Regions from separate parts of the Zea mays genome. Here region 1 is linked to region 2. The links are chromatin contacts, called in public Hi-C maps. All regions are on one chromosome and are shown on one strand. The core of a region is the stretch at or near the end of the contact, and the rest is flanking DNA. Distances in the headings are between cores, read along the strand shown.

Region 1 (4,705 bases), core at 263-2,762, 400 kb before region 2:
TAAAAAGGACAGACCCAGTTATGGTGGCTCCCACATGAGTGGGGTCCAGGGCAAAAATAACCGAGACAAGCCTTACCCCCTGTATTTTGTAGAGAGGGTGCGTCGAACCCAGGACGGCTCAGTGGAAAGGCTTCTCGCCACTCTACCAGGTCTGTCCTTCAATTTGGTGTCATATATGTTAATTATTTTTGTACAAACTTGGTTAAAAGTTAACATATCGGGGTTTTTTACCCAAAACAAACCTAGAAGTACCTATTTAGAGTGGAGATAGTAGTAAAGTAGTTGACAAACCATAATTCCATACTTTAATATACAACAAATTATTAGTCCTAGAAGAAGACATACATCAGAACTGCCGATGCCACCTTCTTCATCCTCCTCTTCTGTTCGTCGACGGACATTCCTTCCAGAATCTGTTGCCACTACTTCCTAAACACAACATCTCAACTTGAATCATTGTATGTAAAAGAGAGGGGGGAGGAGGGAGGGGGCTGTTAGCACTTGGGTCATACATCACCATCACTGTCTTGATCTGCTTTCCTCCTGAAATGCTTCCGACTCTTAGATGATGGATTTGTTGAGGTCTTTTGACTTGCCAGTGTCTGGTTGTCAGTATTGTCATCCTCGTTGACCAACAGCTTGTAAGTACTCTGTTTCTGGACAAGCTTTGCCGCCTCCCTCTCCTGTTTCTGGTAATTCTGGAACAAACAAAAAGATGTACTTTATCCACGAACAAGGGACCCTCACAAAATGCAATGGGAAGAACAATGTAAGGAGAAAGTTGAAACGTACACTGATGCCGCTGGCCCTGCGGGGAACCTTGGCGTAGACATCCGACGCGAAGGTGCGGGTCTCCGCAGACGAGCTGAACCCAAACTCAACAAGCTTGCCCACGAGGTCACCGGGTGAAGAGCACTCCTTCGCTGGGAATGCACACACATGATCCATAGTAAACGAACAGAAGAGGAACAGAATCGAGCAACATGAAAAAGAAAGGAGCTCGACGAACGCCGCATACCAAGCCTGATGACGTACTGAACGACGACGCTCTTGGAGTAGCCCAAGAGGCTCATGAGCTTGTCGGAGACCCACTCCCTGAGCTGCCCATCGGTCGTCATGCCTTAGCCCCTCCGTCGCCTCCACGAATCGGACGAAAGGAGTGGGATGGGCGAGGGTAGGGAGAGTTGGGCTAGGGTTTGTCGGCTTTGGCAGCGCGAGGTGGAAGACACACAGCAGGCGGAGGTGATGGCAGCAGTGAGGCTGGAATTAGAACTAGAAGACGTGAGGCGTTGCCAGGAGATTTGGTGGCGACGGCGTCGGAGTGACGTGTCACGGCACTGGCGATGGGCGGCCGCCGGACGCGGGTCGCGCGGCGCGGTTGCGCGGGTGAACGGGCGGGGGGCCGGGCCACCGGGGGCGGGGGGCGGCGCTGTTGTGCTGCTGTGCTAGGGCTAGGGGCCTATGGCTAGGGCGACTGGGCGTCTGGACGAGAGCCGAGAGGACGAGTGGGCGTGCGCCGCGCTTGATGCAGGCGACGGCACGCTGGAAGAAGATGCACAGGCGCGCTGGCTCAGGCTGCTGGGCCACCGGGGCCGGATGCAGTTGGGCCCGTACCTGGCCAACTATTTTGTTTATATATATATAATATATATATATATATTATACAGTACTAGTTTATTCGTGCGTTGCGACGGCTCACAACAATACCACGTAAACTATTCATCAAAAAGATCTCAAGATTTTTTATTAATTGTCTCTGCTCTCCCCACAATATTTTTTTTGATTTGACTAACCGAATCGACATCGTGGTAAAGGAATGGCCATATTGACAGGCGATGTCGAGCCATCGAATGGGTACCATAAGCAGCAAATTAGGGACTCATATCCCTCGTCTCCCCCACTTCCAAGGTTTCGTAGAGCAGGAAGAGAAGGGAAGAGTCAGTCATATCTGTTCGTTACCGGAGAAGGACACGACGAAGACATGGACATCTAGAGGCGACATAGGTAGTATACCGCTAGATACATACAGGGAGAGAGCACACAAGCGGAGAAAGAAGCCTAGCCAGAGCGGCTCCAAACCGAGAGGCACCCGCACCATGCGTCAGTCCGAAAAGGGCGAGAGAATGTGTCGGGGACCATAATTAGGGGTACCCTCAAGACGCCTAATTCTCAGCTGGTAACCCCCATCAGCATAAAGCTGCAGAGGCCTGATGGGTGCGATTAAGTCAGGGATCAGTCCGTACGAGCGACTCGATCACACGCCTCGCCCGAGCGTAGCCTCGGGCAAGGGCAGCCGACCCCTAGGGATCTCCGTCTCGCCCGAGGCCCCCCTTTAACGGCGGACACATCTCCGGCTCGCCCGAGGCCTTGCCTTCGCTAAGAAGCAATCCTGACTAAATCGCCGCACCGACCGACCAAGTCGCAGGAGCATTTAACGCAAAGGTGGCCTTACACATTTATCCTGACGCGCGCCCCCCGGCAGAGCCGAAGTGACCGCCGTCACTTCACCGCTCCACTGACCGGTCTGACAGAAGGACAGCGCCACTCCGACTGCAGTGCCACTTGACAGAGTGAGACTGACAGGCAGTCAGGCCCTGCCAAAGGCGCCATAGGAAACTCCGCTCCGCCCGACCCAGGGCTCGGACTCGGGCTAAGACCCGGAAGACGGCGAACTCCGCTCCGCCCGACCCAGGGCTCGGACTCGGGCTAAGACCCGGAAGACGGCGAACTCCGCTCCGCCCGACCCAGGGCTCGGACTCGGGCCAAGACCCGGAAGACGGCGAACTCCGCTCCGCCCGACCCAGGGCTCGGACTCGGGCTAAGACCCGGAAGACGGCGAACTCCGCTCCGTCCGACCCAGGGCTCGGACTCAGGCTCAGCCCCAGAAGACGGCGAACTCCGCTTCGCCCGACCCACGGCTCGGACTCCGCCCTGGCCTCTACCGAACGACCTCCGCCTCGCCTGACCCAGGGGCTCGGACTCGGCCTCGGCAACGGAAGACAGACTCGACCCCAGCTTCGGAGGAGCCCCCACGTCGCCCGGCCTCGGGCGCGGGCCCGCCACGTCAACAGGGAGCGCCATCATCGCCCTACCCCAAGCCGACTCGGGCCGCAAAGAACAAGACCGGTGTCCCATCTGGCTAGCTCCGCCAGATAGGCAATGATGGCGCCCCGCGTGCCCTGTGACGACGGCGGCTCTCAGCTCCCTTACGGAAGCAGGGGGACGTCAGCAAGGACTCGACCGCTCCGACAGCTGTCCCTCCGCCAAGCTCCGTTGCTCCTCCGACAGCCACGACATCACACCAGCAGAGTGCCAAGATCTCTCCGGCTGCCACATTGGCATGTACTTAGGGCGCTAGCTCTCCCTCTGCTAGACACGTAGCACTCTGCTACACCCCCATTGTACACCTAGATCATCTCCTTACGACTATAAAAGGAAGGACCAGGGCCTTCTTAGAGAAGGTTGGCCGCGCGGGAACGAGGACGGGACAGGCGCTCTCCTGGGGCCGCTCGCTTCCCTCACCCGCATGGACGCTTGTAACCCCCTACTGCAAGCGCACCCGACCTGGGCGCGGGACGAACACGAAGGCCGCGGGATTTCCACCTCTCTCACGCCCGTCTTCGGCCACCTCGCCTTCCCCCCTTCGCGCTCGCCCACGCGCTCGACCCATCTGGGCTGGGGCACGCGACACACTCACTCGTCGGCTTAGGGACCCCCCGGTCTCGAAACGCCGACAGTTGGCGCGCCAGGTAGGGGCCTGCTGCGTGCTGACGAACAGCTTCCCGTCAAGCTCCAGATGGGCAGTCTCCAGCAACCTCTCCGGCCCAGGACGGTGCTCCGTTTTGGGAGTTTTGAGTTTATGTCCTTCGACGGCAGCTACGACATGATACTCCTTCCACCGCCACGCGACAACGACAATGGCGGCCGACAACCCGCCCGCCGGCAGCGGAATCGACGACATCTTCCCCGCATGGTGGAAGAACAACATTCGAGCTCGCCCCGTCCTCTCCCCCGCCAACGGAGGAGGAGGCGGGGCAACCAAGGCCAAGCGGGAGGTCGCGCTTCGTCGGCTGTCGAGCGAATCGGCGTCCCCAGCGCCCCAACGGAGGGCACGCCGGGCGTCGACCTCGCGTTCGAGACGAAGGCGAGCGCCGTCCTCCCGCGACACGCCAATCCTGAGCAAGTGGACGACGCCAGCGCACTCGCGGAGAGCTTGCAGGACGTCGCCCTTGTACCTGAGACGACGGTGCAACCAGTCCCCAATGTGACTATGTCGCTCCTCGTCGACCAAAAGGTACCACCTAATTCCCGTCTTACATCATTTCGACTCGGCCTCAACCCGCCTAGCGACCTTGCTTTGGCGGGCGCTCTCGTTGAGGCGAGTGCAACCCCACTGGGGTTTCGTATGAGGTCGCCTTGGGACCGGTTGACGGACGTCTCGACCTACGGGCCCTCTGGGTCCGAGGAAGACGACGATCCCAGCATCTGTTGGGATTTCTCCGGATTTGGCAACCCAGTGCCATGCGGGGCTTCATGACCGCATGTGACTACTGCCTCTCCGACTGTTCCGACGGTAGCCGCAGCCTTGACGACGAGGACTGCGGCCCAAGCCGCGAATGTTTCCACGTCGAGCTAGGGGATCCCTCCGAAGGCAACCATCTTGGCATGCCGGAGGACGGTGATCTTCCTAGGCCGGTGCCTCGCG
Region 2 (4,907 bases), core at 206-2,705:
ACATACCTGTTCGTTGCCGGAGAAGGACACGACGAAGACCTGGACATCTGGAGGCGACATAGGTAGTATACTGCTAGATATATAGGGAGAGAGCACGCAAGCGAAGAAAGAAACCTAGCCGGAGCAGCTCCAAACCGAGAAGCACCCACACCAGGCGTCAATTCGAGAAGGGCGAGAGAATGCGAGTGTCTTCCCAACCCTAGATCCGCCGAAGCGACACAACACCACCACCAAATCCGTAGCATATGCCGACTGCTGCCACGCTACAGGCCTTGGTTGTCCAATATCTCAGACCTGCACTCATCATCGCCAAGATAACCTAAGCGTGGCAGGCGCTATCATGTCCTCCTCGACGACACGCACGTGAAAGGCCAGGAGCATGACCGACTCGCTTCGTACCCGTGTCGACGAGCATCTGTCGGCTCGCAGCTGCAACCGTGGGTGGGGGCAGCAGGTTGGGGAGGAAGAACAGGACGAAGGCCGGGAAGATGAACGGGACGTCCGACGATGGCGAAAACGATGGTGCGCGCATGATGTGAAACGTTCTCGTGGACTTGCAATAGCCACTGCGCGAGTCGATGTCGAAGCTGGTGTCGGACGAATATGAGGAGGAGGTGCATGCTCCTACGCCCTCTGCCGAGAATGGAGTGGCACGAAGGTGGAGGCATGAGGGAAGAGAGAAAATAAGTAGAATGACGAACGATGTGGGGGCAACTAAGGCGAGGACCATCATTATCGTGCGGAGGTATAGATGGCCAAACGAGTCGTGTCTGGCGAGCCGGCCCGAGGTACGACCCATTTAATAGTGCATGGGCCAACCCAGCACGAGCGTCGTGCGGTGCTTGGGCCGTAGCCTCGGCCCGTAGTGCTGGCCCAGCCCGACACGTTTATTTTTTTATTTTACAAAAAATCATATATATATATAATTTATATTCAATATTATAAACACCCGAATATAATGTTCTACTTGTTAGATAGCTTTGTCCAGTGTATTCCACCCTTCTTCCATCAGGGTGTGGGTTCAAACTCTACCTCGTGCACTGCTTTTTAACACCCTTTAGAAGAAATATAGGGATGTTTTTTAAAAAGATGACGCGGGACGACCGTTGAAACTAGTGATTTAAGTACAGTAGAGATTTAAATAGTTTTATAAATATTTTTAATTTAAATAATAGATGAAATGGCTTATCTAAATGCCTTTTAACTTCAGTTCTATAGTATTTTGAAGCACTTAATAACCTGTTCCATTAACTACATCAATTTTTTTTAGCTCAAGCTATCAACCCGAGCTTAAGTTTTTAAATAAGAAAAGTATATTTTCTTTCCGCACCAACCAATAGGCGCAGGCAGACGCCGGCCCGTCCTCGGTTTCTCAGCTGCTCCCTCGGTCTCATCGAAAACTCCCTCGTTTTATTTCCTCTGCTCCCTCTCCGCTTCTCTCCACTATCCTACCAGGCACCACTCGCATCGTGTGCTCAGTCAGATCCCCGTCCCGCATTTCCTAAGGCCAGGTAAGCCGCTGCCGCTCCCATCCCAATCGTCCTGTTCTCGTTCTCGATCCGCCCTGCTGCTGCCCTGTTGTTCGGAGGTTCGGAGGGTGAATCTCTGGGGCGAGTGGTTTGTGTCGATGCATCATTTTTGTGCCGGTGTTAGCTGGATGTGTGTGTTTAGGTTGTCTTTTTAGTTCCGGAGGCGTGAAAATTTGAAATCATGGTCCCGGGCTTTAGGCGTGACTGCCTGAGCTTCCAATCTATATGCTCCGTCCCCGATTCGTTAACATAGCCGCTCTCTTCCAGAAAAGGGTTCCTTGTTTGTTCCAAAATAGACAATATTCCTTAAAAAATCGACAGGAACTCAGCGATCTATTTCTGCTGATGTTCATTTAACTTTTCTTTGTTACACTCAACGTGAACAATGTTCTTGTAGCCGTAGTGAACTCAGACACAATTTTGTAACACGATGTTCATGTTCTTTCTGGATAGGTTAGTTGGCATTGAAGACGATGACTGCTTCTGCAGCTGCTGGTGTGCAGATGGTGGCTGCACGCCCTTGCATTTCGGCCTCGCCAGGAATTCTTACCGCACGGGTTTCTAGGACTGATTGCATGCTCAGTACCACTGCTACATTCCCCAAAATCAGCTGCTCCTGGCCTCTAAGGTTTAAGCGCAATGATGTTGTTGTAAGAGCAATATCGGAAGAGTGTGGCCCGCAGGGGCTTCCCATTGATCTCAGAGGTAACTCAAATTGAAATTGGTATGATGCAAAGTATTTACTTTTTTGTTTGTAGCATATGTTTTTTGTGTGTGCGCGTGTGTGGGGGGGTTGGGGGGGGGGGGGGGGGGGGGGGTGGGCTTCAGTTAATAGCTTAAAGTTCCATCCTGACATTTTTTCCCTAAGCGGCTGAGGACCATATATAAACATCAGTGCATTTAGATACCCAGAATAATTGCATTTTACATATCATCTAGTTAATAATTGTAAAATTGAACCATATATTTAGGTCATGTTTATTATTGTCCATAGTTCCTATTAGTAAGCGGAAGTCTGATTCTTTGTATAGCGTAGTTTTAAGGAATGTAGAACAAACCAGTTAGTGGTACCTTAAAAAGGAAATTCCGACATATGACTAACATATGATAAAAGATATCCCATGATGCCTTAGAAAGAAAACCACTAGCAGTAGAAGATAGATACTTCTGCTATTACTAGGACCAACAATCGATTTACTAGATTGTGTAGTATTCTCATGTCAAGCACGGAGTATTTTATTTGTTGTTTGGTAGCCTTTATTCAAAGAATGAAAACATAAAAGGAACCTTTTTGTCAGTTTGCTCTCTAACTGTAAGTTTTAATCACTACAATTTTTTAGGTAAAAGGGCATTCATTGCTGGAGTTGCTGATGATAATGGCTATGGATGGGCAATTGCGAAGGCACTTGCTGCGGCTGGTGCTGAAATTCTTGTGGGTACATGGGTGCCGGTATGTTGATCAGACTCTTACAGATTTCTTTGCATTGAACACTTTTGCTGATCGATTGTCTTATGTAGTATTCTTCTTTGACAGGCACTTAACATATTTGAGACAAGTCTGAGGCGTGGAAAGTTTGATGAATCACGGAAGTCTGTATTTTAGTTCTTTATTGGGTTCATCATACAGACAGTTTAGCAGGTGTCTAACTTACTGTTGATACAGGCTGCCAGATGGATCTCTTATGGATATTGTTAAAGTCTATCCACTTGATGCTGTCTACGATTCCCCTGATGATGTTCCTGAAGATGTAATGTTCTTATTTTTTATCCCTGTTTTGCAACATGGCTTCCATAGTTGTTAAGGCGTCGCTTAAGCGGAAAGGCGAGGTTTAGGGGCAAGGCGTCTGCCTCGCCTTGCGTCCGTGACTAAGGCGTCCGCCTTAGACAATAAGGCGTCGCCTTAACCCCTTGACCGTCGCTAGGCGACGCTTTGCGGACGCCTTGGATGGCTGTCCTCCCTCAGCGTGCTCTATTCCCTCTCTGCTCTCCCCCAGTGTGCTATCTTCCCTTCCCTCTCTGCTCTCTCTGTTATCTCCCCTCTCTGCTTTCTCTGTTCTCTCCCTCTCTGCTCTCTCTCTCTGTTTCAATTAACTTAGTTTCAGTTAACTGCCAGTGTTCTTAGTTAGTTGACTCAGTTTTAGTTCTCTAAATCTGGATATGGATGTGAGTGATAGTGATGAGGCGAACAAGGTGGAAGATGATGAAGAGAATCCTCCTACATTTTATGATGAGTTTGATGATGGCTATTGAGAGATGAGGGTGTTATCTACTACTATCTATTACTTCAGTTGGACTAGTCTATTATGTTGATTTATGTTGAACTTGTACTCCTATTTGCTACTATAATACTATTATCTCTATCTATTTGAGACTATATTCCTATATATTCAATTTTAATTGCCTATTTTTGTATATTACTAAGGCGTCACCTCGCCTTACGCCTTATCGCTTAAAAGGTAAAAAGGGGTCGGTCGCCTGACCTCGTCTTGCCACTTTAACAACTATGATGGCTTCATAATTAACATTTTATTTATCTATTAGGTCAAATCGAACAAAAGATATGCAGGGGCATCAAACTGGACAGTAAAGGTATGCAGTCGCCAATCATTTTTCCATATGTATAGCTGCCTAGGTTCTATGCTTGCTAGAAGAAAATGCTGAAGATACAACTGCAGTGTGTTACCTGTTTCTCATAAAAGCTTTAGAGCTGACAATAACATTGAGCTTTCTTAATTTAACAGGAAGTTGTTGAATCAGTGAGGAATGATTTTGGCAGCATTGACATACTAGTGCATTCTCTTGCTAATGGCCCAGAGGTACAATCTCCCTGTCGCTGTGTATATGTGCATACAGCGGTGTGCTGCAGCTCTTTCCTGTGACACTTTGTCTAACCATCTTAAAAACCACCTATATTCATTTTGTGAAGGTAACGAAGCCTTTGTTGGAAACCTCAAGAAGAGGCTATCTTGCGGCAATTTCTGCATCCAGTTACTCCTATGTTTCATTGCTTCAGCACTTCCTTCCTATAATGAATCCCGGTAGTGCATATCTCCTATGCTATCATGCTGTGGCTTCTACCATTATTTCCCATGCTAAGATTAATACTGCTGTTGCTGCCTTTTTTTTTCTCTTAACCCAACGAATCACTGTAGTGTATTGCTTAGCTATCTATAACATATTTGCGAAAGGGCCTCTAGCGTTATGGTTAAGGCTTCCGAGTAGCACCTCCAGTTCCCGGGTTCGATCCCCATCGGGGGCGAATTTCGGGCTTGGTTAAAAAAATCCTCTCGTTGTGCCCCACCCGCTCCCGGGTTACGTCCTGCGCGCCACCCTCCGGCTGGGCCGTTGTAAAGTGGGCGGTGACGGCCCGCTAGTGAT

Evidence for each region. Hi-C and Micro-C count contacts between places; a contact is called where the count stands out from the background.
Region 1: a Hi-C map of tassel shows a contact between it and region 2, with 4 times the contacts expected there. The contact joins the promoter of LOC100383864 here to the promoter of LOC100193519 in region 2. A contact is called at or near these places in 2 of 25 Hi-C or Micro-C datasets (ear and tassel).

The regions. Positions count from the first base shown.
Region 1 is chr4:57,025,548-57,030,252 of Zm-B73-REFERENCE-NAM-5.0, reverse strand. LOC100383864 reads right to left here and starts at 1,512. Exons shown (of 27, transcript NM_001362216.1): 1 at 1,019-1,512; 2 at 793-923; 3 at 513-698; 4 at 346-429. The coding sequence starts at 1,118.
Region 2 is chr4:56,627,485-56,632,391 of Zm-B73-REFERENCE-NAM-5.0, reverse strand. It overlaps LOC100193519 (Enoyl-[acyl-carrier-protein] reductase [NADH] chloroplastic), which reads left to right and starts at 1,455. Exons shown (of 13, transcript NM_001138631.2): 1 at 1,455-1,511; 2 at 1,983-2,234; 3 at 2,870-2,979; 4 at 3,064-3,119; 5 at 3,193-3,277; 6 at 4,071-4,118; 7 at 4,271-4,345; 8 at 4,456-4,567. The coding sequence starts at 2,003.